3 separate regions of the Mus musculus genome follow, and regions 1 and 2 are each linked to region 3. A link is a contact called in public HiChIP or PLAC-seq data. All regions are on one chromosome and are shown on one strand. Each heading gives the region's core, a stretch centred on a gene start, on an enhancer-like site or on the middle of the called end of the contact. The rest is flanking DNA. Distances are from core to core; before and after follow the strand shown.

Evidence for each region. HiChIP or PLAC-seq counts read pairs in DNA pulled down with a chosen protein or histone mark.
Region 1: a FOXA1 HiChIP or PLAC-seq map of pancreatic cancer cells shows a contact between it and region 3. The contact joins two enhancer-like sites. A contact is called at or near these places in 1 of 39 promoter capture datasets (pre-B cells) and 1 of 115 datasets of contacts at active chromatin or transcription factors (pancreatic cancer cells).
Region 2: a CTCF HiChIP or PLAC-seq map of the NIH/3T3 cell line shows a contact between it and region 3, with 6 read pairs. The contact joins two enhancer-like sites. A contact is called at or near these places in 1 of 15 datasets of contacts at CTCF or cohesin (the NIH/3T3 cell line) and 1 of 115 datasets of contacts at active chromatin or transcription factors (pancreatic cancer cells).

What each region holds. Positions count from the first base shown.
Region 1 is chr7:29,494,827-29,497,817 of GRCm38.p6, reverse strand. The region is part of intron 2 of Sipa1l3 (signal-induced proliferation-associated 1 like 3); the gene reads left to right. Among named protein-coding and RNA genes, the nearest start is that of Sipa1l3, 9.1 kb to the left of the region's middle. Within about 2 kb of position 1,312, at least 47 of the 459 cell types and tissues checked have an H3K27ac peak or open chromatin away from gene starts, as enhancers often do. A contact at or near this core is called in pancreatic cancer cells, where this site is marked.
Region 2 is chr7:29,448,969-29,451,723 of GRCm38.p6, reverse strand. The region is part of intron 2 of Sipa1l3 (signal-induced proliferation-associated 1 like 3); the gene reads left to right. Among named protein-coding and RNA genes, the nearest start is that of Sipa1l3, 55 kb to the left of the region's middle. Within about 2 kb of position 1,358, at least 29 of the 459 cell types and tissues checked have an H3K27ac peak or open chromatin away from gene starts, as enhancers often do. A contact at or near this core is called in the NIH/3T3 cell line and pancreatic cancer cells, where this site is marked.
Region 3 is chr7:28,929,560-28,932,397 of GRCm38.p6, reverse strand. The region is part of intron 1 of Actn4 (actinin alpha 4); the gene reads left to right. It overlaps Gm38978 (a long non-coding RNA gene), which reads right to left. Exons shown (of 2, transcript XR_881921.2): 2 at 274-2,838. Among named protein-coding and RNA genes, the nearest start is that of Gm38978, 3.5 kb to the right of the region's middle. Within about 2 kb of position 1,452, at least 152 of the 459 cell types and tissues checked have an H3K27ac peak or open chromatin away from gene starts, as enhancers often do. A contact at or near this core is called in the NIH/3T3 cell line and pancreatic cancer cells, where this site is marked.

The DNA of each region.
Region 1 (2,991 bases), core at 63-2,562, 570 kb before region 3:
GGTTTGCGCATATGTGCGAGGGCAGGGCACCTAGTATCTTTATTTTTCTCTTTTATTTCCTTAAGACAGGGTCTCTCTTTTAATTAGAAGCCTGAAGTTTTGGCTAGGCTAGACCGGCTAACTCTCAGGGATTACAGGCACACATTATGTGGCTTTTCTGTGGATAGTAGAGATTTGATGATCTTAGGTCCTCATAGTTGTACAGCAAGTGACCTGACCCTCTGACCCTTCTACCCAACCCCGCACTTTGGCTTTTACTTGCTTTAACCCCTAGGCTGGCCTGGAACTCAAGACTTTGCTGCCTCAGTCTAGGATTACAGGTTATGCCACCATATCTGTGCTTTCTGGCAGCTGACCTGATGAAGAGAGCTGCGTCATTTGTTCTGTATACAGGGAAGTCTAGAGTGGACCGTGCTTTCCCTGTGTTTGCTGTAAATGAGTAGCTGGGTTTACATTTGTGCACACGTGTACACCTGAAGACCAAGTGAACTTCAGCTTTGATACACAGCAGGTGTACACGTGTGCACACATGCTCACATATGCACATGCACGCATTGTTTTGGCAGGAAGGGCATGGCCAACTCCTGGTGTTGCGGTGCCTGTATCCAGTAGGTACCATGGAGAAGTCCATTGTCTTCTGTGTTAGTGGCCGTGGGTGACTGTTGCCTAGGTCTGTTTTGTCATTGGCGGTCTGCCAGCATTGTGACATTATAATATGCCCTCTCCATCTCGCTGGACTTGTGCTGGAAGGAGAAACCACATGTATTATTCATCCCCACTCCCCTGCCCCCTGGGGTCTGGCTCTTTTGAACCTTTGCTTACATTAGAAATGAGGACTGAACCAGCAGCCTGGTTTCTAATCTGCACAATCTGGAACCGTGATTACAATCTTCCTGAGGGTTTTATGTTCGTTCCTTCGATCTTTACAGGACCTTGATACTGCACACCCAGATACTCGACCCAGCTGTCCCCTGGGCAGGTGTGGTTACCCCAAGCCTCACCTTTGGCCAGGTGGGACCTTTGGTTTTGCCAGTCAGCCGGCATCACTAAGAAGAAACTCTAGGCTGTTGACAGTACCCATCCCCCACCCCCAATATGTTTTCTGACTTTGGGAGTCTGTGAGGGTCTGCCCAGGAGCCAAGGTTTCATTCTTCCTACTTGGGTCAAGAGGCTTCTGAGTATTGTGCTGCTTCTGAAGAGGCTTTCCAACCTGACAGAACAATGAAGGGCTCTGCTCTGGTGGAGAGAGGCCATTCCTGCTAAGTGGCCTGGCCAGGGGGAACTCTGACCCTGGGCTCGTTATCTGGGTCATGGATTCTTTAGAGCAATAGCATGCTTAGAATCATTTGGATGCTTTGGGACCAGTTATGCATTGTCCTACCCAATCCCCAAGAGCCTCTTGGCTTCTAGAGAGTGGGAGGGGAGTGTTGGATGTGCAGCGAAGGGCCGTGTATTAATCCATTGGGTTGTTGACATATTTCGTAAATATTCCTTGAGCTTTACAAATGTTTCAGGACCTGGGGACAGAGCCCGAGGTTTATGCTCAGGGCGAGGGGTACAGATAACCAGGAGTAAATGACTAATAAGGTAATGGCAGGGATGAGTAACACTGGGAAGTCATTAAAGCAGAATGGCAAGGGACACACTGGGGGTTGGGGGGGGTGCTTCCCTCTGGCCAGGGTTGGGACACATCCACTGAGGTGGACCGCCCTCATAAAAGTCAGCTGAAGAGCTTTTCTCACAAGAGCAGGTGCAAGGTCCTGAAGCAGGAGTGCTTTTGGTGTGGCTGGAGCTGGAGGAGGCAGCAGAAGGGCCACGGTGAGGGCCTGGTGGAGTGTGTGAGTCGCCTCTCCTTTGTCTTCTGGCTACCCAAAGAAACACCAAGGAGGGGCTTTGAGGCAGCCTGGGCCAGCTGAAGGGGAAGGTACAGTGCAGGGTCAGAGTGCTGGCTTTGGTGCTGTGGAGGTGAACTTGACGGGGAATTGACAGAAAGGGTAGTGAGAAGGGTAGAGCATTATCCAGAGAGTTCAGACCTGGTTTGCGAGTAATGCCACTTAACACAGTAACCACAGCCTCCATGCCTCCCCCCATCCCCCACCTTTCCAAGACAGGGTTTCTCTGTGTAGCCCTGGCTGTCCTGAACTCAGGCTGACCTTGAACTCACAGAGATCCCCCTGCCTCTGCCCCTTAAGTGCTGAATTAAAGGCATGCACCACAACCACCAGGTATTCCCAGTCTCCTTTGACATGGGTTGATGTGGTTTCTCACATCAGTGTACGCACGCACACACACACACACACACAGACAGCCAGACACATAGTGGATAGCCTTCATGTAGGGCTGGCTTCAGACTTGGTATCTAGCCAAGATGGCTTTGAACTCCTCATCCTCCTGCCTGCACCTCTCTAGCCCTGGGATTACAGGCATGTGCCACCTCCTGGCTTCATATACTCTTTATTTCACCCTTTGCCGAGAAGGGGCATTGAGCCCCAGAGAAGTGATGCTCTCTTTACTGTTCACTACTTGGGGCTGGAAGTAGAAGCTGCTGGCTGTGGAGAGACCCATTTCTCCTTCCCTTCAGCCACAGCCTTCAGTCTACAGTGTCACCACAGCCTGTGGAGAATGTCCATGTCTTACACGGATTCAGAGTAGGATGAAGCATACCAGCGGCATTGCCTGATATCTTCCCTGATAACCCAGATCCTGACATGACTTTTATTACGGTCTTTATTACAGGGCAGAAAGCAGGGACTTTACCACTGCTGGCCTGGGTATACTCTACACGTGGCTCTGATGAGGTGTGGCTAGGCTCTGACCTTCGACTTGCTGAACGGATGGGCTGAAGGTTTTCTCACGTCCGTCAAATCCTTCTCGCCACCTTCCCCAGTGCGCAGCCAGCGATCCATGGTTTACTTGGTGTCTCAGAGGAGACTGTCACCCACCCACAAGTGTGGTTTTGCTTCCATGCTCACTGATCATCCTCAGGTGCAC
Region 2 (2,755 bases), core at 109-2,608, 520 kb before region 3:
GACCTCTGCCCACCACCCATCCTAGCCCAGTCCTGTAGGACTCTGCACCTGCCCTCTGCATCCTGACCCTCTGCTGTCCTATGCGTGACGTTTACTTTCTCTTCCTGGGCCACTCCTTTTTGTCCATGGGTTCTCCTTCCCTTAGTCCTCTGACCAGACTAATGCCAACGCCTCCTTTAGATCCCCCTCACACAGCACTCCAAAGGGCCTGCTTCCCCCTCCCCCGCAGCCCAGCCTCTTCTCTGAGCTATGAAACCTGCATCGTCAGGACCCCACCTCTGTAACGTCAGCCCCCTAAAGGCAAGGTCCAAGCCCCTTTGGTGAATGGCGTAACTGTTTCCCAAGATGTGCCTTACTTTAACTTGGACGTGGGGAGAACCGACATGATCACAGAGGTAGAATACCCCTTTAAAAGTGGTTGGTTGGTTGGTTTGTTTGTTAATTTCGGTACCTGGCTTGAAAACAGCCTTGAGCATGCTAGGTAAAGCTGACCTCTGAGCTTTTTCTGAGCCCCCAAGGGTCTTTTATCCAGAGTGCTTGAGACCAGAAATGTTGCAGATTTTGGAATATCTGAATATATGTGAGCTATCTTCTGAGTGGAAACCAAGTGTGAACACCAAATTCACTTCTGTTTGAAATACCTCTTGATCCAAATAACCTGGGAGCCGTTTTATGTAACATAAGCACGCCAGCGTTGGCTGCGACTTCAGGTCAGGCATCGGATTGTCCGCGTGTGTCTTCTCAGCACTTTTTGGGAGTTGAAGAATTTTTGGATTAGGGTTGATCTTACCACTGACAGTCACATAATAAAAACAATCACCTTTATGAGTTTCCTTTTCCTTTGCTTTCTTTTTATGTTCCTTAGCCTTTGGGTTGCAACCCTTTGGGGATCAAATGATGCTTTCACAGGGGTCACCTAAGACTATGGGGAAACAGATACTTAAATTATGACTCCTAACAGTAGCAAAATTACAGTTATAAGGTAGCGATGACAGTAATTCTATGGTTGGGGGTCACCACCATATGAGGAACTTTATTAAAGGGTCACAGCGTTAGAAGGGTTGAGAATCACTGCTTTAAAGTGTGTGTGTGTGTGTGTGTGTGTGTGTGTGTGTGTGTGTGTACACAACATGAGTGTGGTGTCCAAGGAAGCCACAGAAGGACCTCAGGTCCCTTGAAGCTGTAGTAGTTGGGAGTGGCCTGATGTGGGTGCTGGGACCTCGGTGCTCTGAAGGACAGCAAGTGCTCTTAACCTCCGTGGCATCCCTCCAGCTCGAGTGTCTGTTCTTCTCAGTGCCTCACTCTGACTCAGATCCGGGCTGGCCTCAGATCTGTACTGATCCTCCTGCTGGGATTCCAGGTGTGAGTCACTACATCTGGCCACCTTCTGGTTTTACTTCGTTATTTCTACCCTGCCCTCATATATGGACACATGTGGCCACTAGAGGACAGCTTTGTGGAGTCAATTTTGTCCTCCTCTTTTACATGGATTCTGGAGATCAAACTCAGGTCACTAGACTTAGGTGGCAAACACCCTGAGCTGCTGAGCCATCTTGCCAGCCCATAGTTACCTTTGGAATGGCTAATTCCCAGTAAGTGGAGCTTTTCATACACCACCTTCAAGTGATTCCCACTCGGCAGCATACAGTGATGAGGACCCTTATGCGCTGAGTCATAAGTGCTAGCTGCTATGTTAAATCACTGTATCATTCCGTTAGATCCACACAACCAGCCTCAGAGACCAATAATAGATTCTGTCCCCATTTCACAGTTGAGGAAAGGGGAGAGCAGTGTCCTACCAGCCCCGTCTCACTGCTGTCTTTTCTCCCTTGGGTGGTGGTGACACAGCCTTAGATAGTGTCTTTTGGCCAAGGCTCACATCTAGTGTAGAGCCTCCGCAGTCAAGACCCAACCATCATGAGGCTTTGGTTGGTTCCAAGTTGAGTACCAGCTTGTTGTGTAGTGTGCATTTTATATATGTACCAGAGCCATGATTCCAACCTTTTGTTGAGTACCTAATATTTTCAAGCATTGATAATTAAAATCTATCTGTGGAATTTGTATATTTTCTTGTATTTTTGCAGTGCTGGGGAGCAAACCTAAACCCTTGTGAAGGTAGACAAGGGTTTATTACTGTATCCCCAGCTTCCCAGTGATAGAATATAGGCAGGTGCGCAGCTTACACGGGAAACAAAACCGTGGCTGATGGGGATTGTGGCAAGTAAAATGTGGAGGGGAGGGGAGGGGAGGGCAGAGGAGAGAAGAGAGCCAGCAAACACTGTTGGGTGGGTGAGTTGTCTGGAAGGACAACCCACACACAAAACCAGTAACCATGGCTTCCTCTGGTCAGCACCATTCCATTGGTGGATTCCAGGTAGGGTCTCTACCATTTAGCCACGCCCTCCCCCCCCCACCCCACCTAGCACAGTTTTATATCACTTCATGCTTGATAAAGGAGAAAAAGTTTAGGTGCTTTTTATCATTATGTGAACACAGGCACAATATCAAGTGCTGACATTAGGTGATGGCGGTTTTAAGGGTCTGTTGTGCACATGGTTCTTCATTGCCACGTCGGGATGCAGCCTCTGACTGTACAGTGGAGAGTCACCCTCCAGTCCCTGTCTGCCAGCTGCCCAAGCTTGTCTTCCACATCTACCAGTTTTGTGTGTGGGTTGTTCTTCCCGAAACTCACCCACTCAACAGTGTTTGCTGGCTTCCTCCTCCCCATGGCACATTTTCCTTCCCACAATCCCCA
Region 3 (2,838 bases), core at 203-2,702:
CACACACACACACACATATACACACACACACACACACACACACACACACACACACACACACACACTCCGAGGGAGAAGTCAGCACATGGTAGATATTGGGTACCTTTATAAACTGGGATGAATGAATGGAGTCTGGCAGAGGTTGAGAGCAGTGGCTCGTTGGTTTGTTCTAGGGGCTGCTGCTGGAGAAGGGCCTGCCTCCTGGGATGACTTTTAGGATTCCTGCAAAGCCCAGCTGGTTTCTTTCGTTCTCATATGTATCTTTTCTTTCTCTTTTTTTTTTTTTTTAAACTAAAACCCCAAGGTCTTTATGTAGCCCAGGCTGGCATATGTAGTCCTCCTATCTCAATCTCTTTGATGCTAGGGTTTCTCATGAAGGAGCCTGTACTTACTCTGCTCGTGTTGTCCTGTCAGCCTAAAGAGCCATGCCTCCCAGTGGCCCCTGCTTGTCCTGGCCCTTCTCGGGGAAAGCACCAGGTCTCTTAGAACCTAGCCGGGACTTGCTGTTCAGTTACAGTCTGAAGTGGATTTCCTCCACAACCCTCCCTGCCTTAGCCAGGTCTCCCCACCAGGTGTGGGTGGGGGAGTGATAGAGCCTCTTGGTCTACAGGCCGGTCACCCCTGCCCCTGTCTAAAAGTCACATAGATATAGTTGGACTGCACCTTTGTTTTGTGAGTCACTGGTCATGATCTGTCATAAGTTGTTATTTATTTCCTACTTTCAGAGCAGCTTTATCGGGTGTCACCTGAGCAACCTAGACTAGATTGGATGTGGGGTCAGTTAACAGTTGTGTTGAAATCTGTCATTGTGCCCATATAAGGCAAACTCCTTGGGTTACTTTTTACCTTGGCATAATCACAGGAATGTCAAGGTAACCAGGCTACCTCAGGAGTTCTGAGTCTCACCTGGTCACCTGACTTGCCCTCCCTTCTCCATGACTCACCTACGTAAGCCCAGGCACAGGCGGGCAACACACGCCGTCTGGGCTGGGAATCTGCCTGAGGGTCAGAGGCTGCCATTGGGTTAGTGTCTTGGGGATCTGATGAGAAGCAATGTAAAAAGTCTAATGGGGATTGAAGCAAGTTGTGACACCCATCTTGGCTCCAGGGGCCTCCAGGCCCACCAGTAGGCAGCTCCTTCAGTACTGGAACCTTTCCTGTAAAACCAAAGACAGCCCCACACACAGGGAAGGCTCGAGAATCATGAGTCATTTCTATAATTATGTTATGGCGAATGTAATACCCCACCTAGTCACAAAAACCACCTCTTGTTGGCTCCCTCAGATCCAACCCTAGTAGCTTTGAGGGTGGGTTGCAAGGATACAAAGCTCCCCTTTCCATTGTCTTCTCCTGTTGAAATGGAACCCACACCCGACCATGCCCAGTGCCCTGTCCACTGTTCTGAGGGTAGCTGTGTGCTCTGCCCCAGAGTGCTCATTGCTAGCTAGGGCCAGGCTTAGAAAGTGTGTGGGCAGTACAAGCTAGGGGGAGAGTCTGCCCTGTCGCTCAGCCAGAGCAAACAGTTTCACCGTTTTTTAATGGAGCCAGCTGTGAGTCAGAGGTTTCAGTCGCTCCCTGCTGGTTCCTCCTAGTCCTGTAATTACTGACTATAGAATCTGATTTTGGCTTTTCTTTTTTAAAATTCTCCCCAGACACCATTCTATTGTTGGTGTAGGTTTTACATCCTTGGAGTCTGAGATAGACCAGATATGTGTGCATTGGTGGGGTGACTCCCAAGCCTAGTGTGTACCTCATAGCATCTCTAGACCAGGGATCAGCCAACACCTCTTCATAGGAGGCTGGGGCAAGATTGGATAATTCCGAGTTCCTCCAGTTGCCTCTTGGCCAGGGTTTCTGGTCAAAAGTCTCTCCTAGGTTGATTGGATTCTTTCACTCTCACTTAGTGCTCTCTGAGCCCCTGCTGTGTGCCAGCCTGAGGGGAGTCATTCTGGGGCAACACCAGTTGACCTTGGACTCAGGCAAAAGATTGATGATGCAGGTATGGACTCCTGCATTCCCCTAAGGCTCTAAGCCCTCTTGAGACAGACCCTCTAACCCCAGGCTCAGAGGACAGGACACCAGTGAAAGCAGTGTTTGCAAGACACCTGTACTTGGCTTCTGTATCCCCTCAGGGTGAGACCACAGATTGCTAAACTCATTTTTCTATACCCTGGGCTTTATGGGCCCACCCTCCAGGTCAGTCTGCTTCTGTAAGAGAATGCTGTGAACTGGAATCAAAATATTCCAAAAAAGGAAAAGGTCACTGAGTTTCAGTTGCAAAGGTGAAACCAGTCCAGTTAACAGTCCTCTTGTAGTTGGAGAGCCCAGTATCTGGGTGCTGTGAGTACCAGCAAAAACATGCTACCTCCTGCCATCTGGAGGAGGAGGAATGGGATGGCTTGCTCTGGTCCCCATGCCCTGATGTCCTGGTTTGTAGCACTTGCGCGATATGGGAAGTTCCCTGAGTGGCCTGGAACAGAGGTATGGTGCCTGCTTAGACCACGGCCCATCAACACCGTCTGATTTCAGCCCCCTCTTGTCTGGATGAGCAAGGCAAGGCACTAGGGAAATTGGTCCATACTAAAATCTTAATTCTAACACTGGGTCGCTGGTACCGGTTAGTGTTGCAAGCCACTGTGTCCAGGTCAGGATCAGCTGCCTTGTCTATCTTTTTGAAGGATCAAGGTTTAACCAGATATTCAGTCCCCCACCCCCACCCTCACCAGGAAACCTGAGCTCAGCTGTAAGCATTGAAGATGAATGGGCTTTTTGTCCTTGGCGCTAGCTCCCTGTCCTCCAGGTGAGAAGGGCAGCCCGAGGACCTTCCTGGCAGAATGC